Linked DNA regions of Sus scrofa: region 1 is linked to region 2. A link is a contact called in public Hi-C data. All regions are on one chromosome and are shown on one strand. The core of a region is the stretch at or near the end of the contact, and the rest is flanking DNA. Distances in the headings are between cores, read along the strand shown.

Evidence for each region. A called contact is a pair of places that touch in the nucleus more often than the background predicts.
Region 1: a contact with region 2 is called in a Hi-C map of liver, with 1.8 times the contacts expected there. The contact joins two enhancer-like sites. A contact is called at or near these places in 2 of 47 Hi-C or Micro-C datasets (embryonic fibroblasts and liver).

The regions. Positions count from the first base shown.
Region 1 is chr11:76,380,872-76,385,432 of Sscrofa11.1, reverse strand. It overlaps LOC106507944 (a long non-coding RNA gene), which reads left to right. Exons shown (of 4, transcript XR_002336767.1): 4 at 1-49. Among named protein-coding and RNA genes, the nearest start is that of IRS2, 270 kb to the left of the region's middle. Within about 2 kb of position 2,057, at least 9 of the 83 cell types and tissues checked have an H3K27ac peak or open chromatin away from gene starts, as enhancers often do. A contact at or near this core is called in liver, where this site is marked.
Region 2 is chr11:76,202,353-76,206,455 of Sscrofa11.1, reverse strand. It overlaps MYO16 (unconventional myosin-XVI), which reads right to left. Exons shown (of 37, transcript XM_021065905.1): 32 at 2,260-2,531. Among named protein-coding and RNA genes, the nearest start is that of IRS2, 450 kb to the left of the region's middle. Within about 2 kb of position 1,700, at least 10 of the 83 cell types and tissues checked have an H3K27ac peak or open chromatin away from gene starts, as enhancers often do. A contact at or near this core is called in liver, where this site is marked.

The DNA.
Region 1 (4,561 bases), core at 808-3,307, 180 kb before region 2:
AATAATTTTAAAAAATAATAAGTCTAGGAGTTCCCGTCGTGGCACAGTGGTTAACGAATCCGACTAGGAACCATGAGGTTGCAGGTTCGACCCCTGGCCTCGCTCAGTGGGTTAACGATCCGGCGTTGCCGTGAGCTGTGGTGTAGGTTGCAGAGGCAGCTTGGGTCCCGAGTTGCTGTGGCTGTGGTGTAGGCCAGTGGCTCCAGCTCTGATTAGACCCCTAGCTTGGAAACCTCCATATGCCACGGGTACAGTCCTAGAAAAGGCAAAATAATAATAATAATAATACAAATAAGTCTACAAAAATGAAGAAAAAAAAAAGAAAGAAAGAAATCAAGAAATCAACACCCACTTGTGGCCACTCTCAGCTTAAGAATTTCTTATTCCTGACAAACAGTGCATCTGATCTCAACTTTTTTCAGCAGATTCTCAGTTTTGTTGGGTGTTATTCTTCAAATAGCTAAACCTCTTTGTGTCTCTTTTACTTTGTGTCTAAATCTGGCAGCTGTAGGTTGTTATAATAAGTATTTTTTAACTTAATATTAGTGGTCTGTGATGCCTAGTTGCATGTTTTGGAATTAAATCAATGTTTAGAAACAGTAACCAATAATATTGAACCAGTGTGTGTCTCTTAAAATCTTAAGATTCAGTGAAACAGTCAGTAATGCATACAGAATGTCTTAATCTGACAATTCAACATTTCTTTTCCTTTGAGGCTGATCTATTCTACACTTAATTACCAATAATTTCCCACCAGGTATGATATGATAAGAAGTAAATGTCAATAATTTGTAATCGTGTAAGACAGTTTAATTTTTCCTTTAGAGAGATTTATTTCTAACTGTTTCTCTGGTGTGTAGCAGTTGAAATATTAGATAATGGATTTTTATTGATTTTAAGCTGAACAGGGACGAGGTACGAAATACATTTCCATAACTCTGACGGTCATGAGACTCAGAGTGTATTGATTGCATTGATGTAACACATTTGTTCGTTTAGAACATTAACCTCATGAGAAGAGAAAATGCACTCCAGCAGGTAGATGTGGCCTGTTGCACTGGAAGGGGTGGGGGGAGGGAGGGGGGGAAGGGGGGAGGGAAGGAGGGAGGGGGACGGGAGAGGAAGAGGGGGAGGGGGCGGGGAGAGAGGAAGAGGGATCTTTTAACCCACTACAGCAGGTGGTCCGGGAACAAACCTGCGTCTCTGCAGAGCCCTGATCTGCAGCCGTCAGATTCTGAACTTCTGAACCCACTGCACCACAGCAGGAACGCCCACGGTTTGTGTTCTGACCCAGCCTTCACTCTTCCAGTGTTTTTCCTTCCATTCATACATTACCGTCTGTGTTTGTGTATAAAATATAACACCCGATATGCAGCTTAGCCATTTGTCGGGCTGCCGTTTTCATTTAACGAGTGTCCAGATCACTCTCTGCTGCCACGAAATGCTCTTCAGGACATTTCTGCCGAAGCCTCTCTTCGCCAGACGTGGCCGACTGCTGCTTTTAGCCATGGCTTTGACCTAAGCACTTTCATCTGAGGCTTGCTTAAACTACACATCTGCTGGAGCCTGGAGCTAAAACTGGGTCATTAAAAACAGAGCGCTTTAGACCTAGCAGAATCTTCCCAACTGTCTCTAGCAGAGGGTGGCCCTGAAGCCAGTGTCACCTTTGTTGATTTGCCTGAGGTCATCCCCAGCCAGAAGCAGCACTGGTCACACGCAGGGCCCCCCCCACGCCCACGTCCGGTCCCTTGCGGGACAAGACTGTGCAACAGGAGGACCCCAGGGTCAGGGACACTGGGGCTGGGCGCCCGCTCTGAAGCTCCTGCCGCTGTGACTCTAGCCAAGGGACCTGGCAGCCAGGGCCCCGTTTCCTAATTTCCGCTTGTAGCACAGCGTGTGTATTTACACGGAGTAGTGCAGGCACGTAATAAATTACAGAGACATTTAAGGAAGAGATGGTCAAGTCTTATTTTATTTTATTTTATAAGCCCTGCAGTCCGCTCCTCGGCCTGGCAGTGAGGGCTCCTGGCCCTGTGCTCAGCCTCCTCTCCCCATGGACTGTAACGTCACGGTCTGTGTGCCAGCCCCTCGGGGTGATTTGCAGCTTCCTGAGCATGAAGTGACTTGTACATGTTTCCTTAAGCAGAAGCCACTTGTGCCTCATTTCCATCCCTGCCACCAACGTCACTGCTTACCTTCTCGGTTACACTCACCGCGTTTTCATCCAGATTTGTTCTCACGATGGGAACTCTGATGACCCCGCCTCTGCTCTCCAGGGGCCTCCCATGGCTTCCCACCGCCCCTGGACTGGCTTAACCTGGTAACCTGGTCAGAGGAAACCTCACACTGTGCTCAAGTGGACTGTGCCCCCCGCTGCTTCCCCTAAGACAGTCAACTCCCCAAGGGGAAGGTCTATTTGTCTCCTCCTTATACCCCCAAGGTGTGACCCAGAGTCTGGCAAATCGGTACTGCCCACAAAATCATTACTCATGGAGTGACTCTGTGTTGTCGCCTAATCTCTGTGAGAAATAACTTCATAAGGTCCAGGAGCCTGAGCGTCAGAACTGCCAAATTTCTTCTCCCCTGGGGACCAAATCACATCAGGAATAGGCTGGAAGATCCAGAAGGAGAAAAGAATCTAGTAGTTACTGCCTGAGGCTCCTTATGCATCCATCCAACTACGGAGAGAAAGTAATTTTATTTCTTTTTCTGATATTTCCTTGTTAAAGTGTAGAAATGCACCTGATTTCCGCATGTTCACTATATCCTGCACCTTCACTGAATTCATTGAGTAGTTTCAACAGTTTTTTGGTTGGGTCTTTAGGATTTTCTATATAGAAAATCCTATCATCTGCTGATAACAATTTTATCTCATTTTCCCCCACTTTGTATGCCTTTTATTTCTTAAAAAAAAAAAAAAAAATTTTTTGTCTTTTTACGGCTGCACGCATGGCATATGGAGGTTCCCAGGCTAGGGGTTGAATTGGAGTTGCAGCTGTCGGCCTACACCAGAGCCATAGCAATGTGGGATCCCAGGTTTATCTGTGACGTACACCACACCTCACAGCAACGCCAGATCCTTAACCCACTGAGTGAGGCCGGGGATTGAACCTGTGTCCTCATGGATGACAGTCAGATTTGTTTCTGCCAAGCCATGATGGGAACTCGGCCTTTCATTTCTTTGTCTTGCCTAATTTCTCTGGCCAGGCCTTCTGTTACTATGTTGGATACAAGCAGTGAGAGTGGGCGAGGTCTTATCACTAATCTTTGAGGGGAAGATTTCAATCTCATATTTCATGATACTAGCTGTGGGCTTGCCACATACAGCCTTTACTATGTGAGGTACGTTTCTTCTACAGCCAATTTGATGGGGGTTTTTATTATGAAAGGATGTTACTGTTTTGTCCAATGCTTTTTCTGCATCCATTTATGTGATCTTATGATTTTTACCTTTTATTCTGTTAATGAGGTCTATCACACTTATTGATTTTCATAGGTCGAGCCATCCTTGCATGACAGGGATAAAACCCATGTGGTCATGGTGTATATATCCCTTTGAATGTGCTGTTGGATTTGCTTAGCTAATATTTTGCTGAGAATTTTTGCATCTATGTTCATCAGCGATAGCAGTCGATAGTTTTCTTGTGGTGTTCTTATCCATCTTTGGTATTGGGGTCATGCTGGCCTTGTGAAATGAGTTTAAAAGAGTTCCTATCTCATCAGTTTTTTGTATGAGTTTGAGACATATAGGCATTAAATCTTTAAATGAGATAGGTTTGCCCATGGGAAAAGAATGCTTTGAAGTATGTGAATGAAGCTCTACTCCCTAAACAATGGATAATCAAAGCCTTCTTTTGTGTCAGTTACTATAATTTTGTCTGTGTTTACAGCACTATCCTTCCCTACCGTCCTCCTCACACCGTTCTGAAGTTAGCTTTTGTAGGCATGAGAACGGATCTGTTTCTTTAAACTGATTTTCTATCTCTGCTTGGCTATATGCTTATTTTATGGATAGACTCTCTAAAAGAAATCCTAATTTTCTAATGTCCAAGTTATTATCGAGATGCAACTTCCTGGGAAGCACCAATTGTAGACCTCAGCTTGTCAATGATTTTTTACGATACATATTATATAATATGGTTGCAGTATATGACAGAGTTCCCAGCAAAAGAACTTGCGATCTTATTAGGGTCTGAATACATGAATTTTTTAAAATTAACAGTAATTTATCATAAGTCATCTTGAAACAGAGTTATTTAGAAGGGTGTTTTTCACAGTGCTATTGTCATAAAAGCGTAGAAATGACCAGTACTTGAAGTTTTAAATTATGATGGCTTCTTTGGCTGCTACAGAAATCATACCTTCAAAGCTACTTAATGCTGTTTCTAAGGATAATCAATTTAGAGAAAGAAAAGAGCACAAATTCAAAATACAACGCCGTCATCTGCTATCACCATAGGAGAAAATACAGGATTGGAGAAAGAGGGTAAAAGCCAGCCAAGTTGTGCCTTCCGTGTTTTACTCACAGGTCTTTTCTGACCTCATCCCGCGACCCTCTCAG
Region 2 (4,103 bases), core at 451-2,950:
AACTCACAGGCCCCGGAGAACGGGAGGTCAGCTTGCTTCTGCGCTGGGCCCTCGCCCTCTACCTGTGTTCACATCTGCCTCCAGCTGAAGACCTTCCTCCAGGCGACTTTTCTCATGTTCCTGCTATTGTCCTTATTACCACGATGCTGCAAACACACACGCGTCCTCTTCTCCCCAAAGTGATGAACCCCCCCATCTAAGCAGCGCTGTGACACGACTCATGTATCACAATGGCGACTGTTTAAAAACTTCTCCCTGAGATCTGTTCTTTCTAAATCAACCGGCAAAGGGCGTCTTTGCAGATGAAACTAGAGTCCACACGCAGCCGCTGACGGCTGCAGGCTTCTGTGCATCCACCACCTCCTTGGCGTCAACCAACCGTCTTTCCCAAAGACGAGCTTATGGCTTTGTTGTGCTTTTGCATTTGGAGCTCGTTTATTCACCAAAGAAATTGTGCCCCCTCCTGTGCTCACACAATCTTTTCTGGGGACACCTATGTCGTCATTTCATTTAGAATGTCACCCTCCACCCCTGAGGTGGGAGCTAGAAGGGGCCCAGGCTGAGCAACTGGAATATGTCCCCGGTGAAAAGATAGTGTCAAGACAGATTTTGTGGCAGGATTAAGGAGGAGCTGGGTCCTGCCTGGATAAAAGAAGGACTTTCTACATGAAACTTCTCCCCCCCTCTTTTTTTCTTTAGGGCCGCATCTGTGGTACATGGAGGTTCCCAGGCTAGGGCCCGAATCAGAGCAGCAGCTGCCAGCCTGCACCACAGCCACAGCAACTTGGGATCTGGGGTTCAAGCCGCATCTGCAGCCTATGCCACAGCCTGTGGCAATGCCGGATCTTTAACCCACTGAGTGAGGCCAGGGATGGAACCCGCATCCTCACCAACACTCTTGTCTGGTTCTTAACCCACGGAGCCACCACAGAACTCCAACCAGATAGTTCTCACTCTTGAGGTCAAGGAGCCCTCCAGAACCACACATGCGCAGAAAGGTTCCTCAGGGGCCAGAGAAGGGAGAGGGGCACCAGACCACAGCACATCCCGTCGGCTTCCCAGAAACCATCCTGGGAGAAGAATCCATCCATTCTGCGCTAGAATCCATCCTGGCTAAAAGATGCTTGTCACACAGATGAGGGCCCGGAGTCAGGCCCAAGGTGGGCTTAAGAGGCCAGAGGAAACCTGGAAGGAGGGCCCCCATCGGACGGATTTAAATCACCCCCAAAACAGGCGGCACTCTCTTCCCCCTTTCTGTCTCTGTCTGTCTGTCGCTCTGCCCCACCCCGCCTGCCCAGGCTTCTCTCTTGTACACACTTGATACGCTCCACCACTCCCAGGCTCCTTGCCGAATGTTTTCTCCAAAGGGACAGGGACTGGGGACCTCCATCCAGCTGGCCCTTGAGGTCTGGGAGTTCAGCGCTCTCACCCCGAAGTCACCTGAGAACACCGCCACCCCCTACCGTGTTTTCTCGGCAGCCACCCGCTTGGAAGACAAATACGCTGTGTGTTTACCTGCTTACTGTGCTCACCACCTGCCGCCCCGAGGGCATTTATTTATTTATTTATTCATTCATTTATTGTGCTCCTCCGGGCCTCAGTAGGGCCTCCCTCTGAGGGCAGTAACTCAAGGCTGTGCGGCTGATGTGCCGCAGAGAAGGACTTCCCTCTGCGCTTCCCAACCACGCTCAGAACGAACGATGAAGCAAAAACATCGCATGACCTCTTCTGGGAGAGATCTGATCCGGAGAGGGCTGTGGTTTTGCGCAAGTATGTCCGTCCAGCAAGGCAGACACTGTGGTTCTCTTGTCCCCACTTTCACCCCCACTGCATTTTGCCGAGTCATGGTTCTCCTCTGCCTGCGCCGTTTCCCCGGGCTTAATGTTTAATTAGGTGCCGATAACGGGGAAGCCAGATGAATTATGTTAGCTTTTTAATTAGCAAACATTGACACGGACTAGAGGCCGACTTTCTGAATTGTTCTGGTTGAAGGCTCCTCATGCACTGTCGAAGTTGGGCTAGGACTTAAGGAAATCATATGTAAGTAGCTTTTCCCTAAGAGGCTTAGCGAACTGAATGCAATATTATTTATATTTAATGATTCAAAGGGCCCCCTGGCAAGCCGTTGATGGATTTAATTCTATTAAAAATGTATTGGGGGGTGGGGTGGACAGCACTGCCCCGGGCACCCAAAGACGGGAAATCAGGCATCAGTAACCCAGGGGGGGCAGATCTCTCTCTTCCTTCCCCTGGGCTCACCTTCACTGGCTGAGTCCCTGGCCGCAGCCCACAGGCAGGCGCTCACAGCCTCATAGGAGGCGCTCAGCCGCGTGGTGGGGTCCCGCTTCGGCTTGGGCGGAGGCTGTTTCCGTGGTGACGGGAGGCTACTGCTGTCATCCAGGCTGAACACGGAGTGCAGAGAAGGAGATCGGGTGGATGGACTAGCCAGGGACTGGACCAGGCCGTCCACCGCCAGGGGCACCGGGACGGAGCTGCAGTGGAAGTGCCTGGGTCCAGCCTTGTCTTCAGCTCTGGGGGGACAAACACAAAGAGCCCCCCCAGACAGACCCAGCTGCATTATTTGGATGGTAACAATGAGCCAGCTCCAGGAGACATAATCACAGCCCTTTGGTATACAGCCCACCCGCGGAGGCTGGAGGATGCCCGTGGCACTGCGGTACCCGGTGCATCCTGAGAAAGCCCCCCATCCTTCCAGCCCCTGCTTCGTGATCCATAAGCACGATGGAGGCTCATCATTATTACTTAAAAAGAATCTCACACAATCCCAAGACGTCTTAAGAACTGCCACATTTGCTAGCAGGCATTGGCTGAATGCATTTTTCACACTCTGATTATTAAGCAAATCACAAAACCAGAATTTCAATCTGAATGATAATTTCTGGGAAATCCATCTTAATAGAGAGTTACTGATGCATCAAACTGCTGGGACTTCCCCACTGCTCCCCCCTGCAAAACAGAATGTACTTTACTTAAAACCATCAAAGATTTACATTTGCCCTGCCCCCCTTTCTCTCTCTCTCTCTCTTTCCCTTACCATTTAAATTCCAGCAGTGATTATTTAATTAAGTGCGGAATTATTATTTTTCTTCTGTTACTCCATCTGGTTGTCCAATGCCAAGTGAACTGCTGGTATTCAATAGATAAATAGACAAACACTTCCTCACTTAATTTTACATCGGGCCAATGAATACATAATGAAATTGAGAAATTGGGGTGGCTGTTTAGCTCCAGCCGAGAAAATAATAAATATTATTCTGGAAGTCATATAAAATGAATAGTTATCTGGTTCAAAAAGATTCCTTCTGGCTTCAGATGCCAATGTAATCCTGTGCTAGGGAGATGCCAGGACATTCATTTTTACAAGGAGTCTCCGAGCATGTGTTTTTATAATGATATCTTTGTGTGGCAGAGCACCAACAGGGCTGGGATCCACTGCCAGGCAGAGCCAGATGCCCATGTAGGAAACGGACTAGCTGAAGACGAAAGCCTCGCACTCGGCGGATCATTTGTTTTCCCTGTAATGTTTAATTACAGTTTTCTGTACAAAGGGAATTTTTTTCAGTATTTAATCATTGAGACATTTGAAGCTAATTAGTGAGAGACACATTTGCCATTTCCCCTTTAATAAAAAAAAAAAATCATTTGACACAGGCAGTCCAGGAGAAGGGGAGTCATTTTCAATGAGAAACAACTAGCTATTACTAGGTTCCTATGGAAAAGCAAAAGTCTCCCTGACAGCAAATTGGGACGGGAAGGATGCAAGGAGGGGTGTAAACCACTGGTGTCCCAGGCTTTTGCAGAGGGACAAGAGCAGTGAAGGCGAGAAGGACTTGGTTGTCTCCACAGGTCTGCTTGGAGCTCAGCATCCAGCGTGACCTTTAAAAGAAAAGGCTCCCCCTGGATCTTTCCTTACTGGCAAGGAGATGTGACAGTTTCCTCGGAGGCATACGATACACCTACCCATTGATCCATTTCACTAGTTTCATGTTTTCAGAGTGGCTTCTCCACATTGGGGGTCAGATTCTCTGAAGCGTCTATGAGTCAGCCTGATTTATACACTTGACATCTGCACAAAGAGGTCA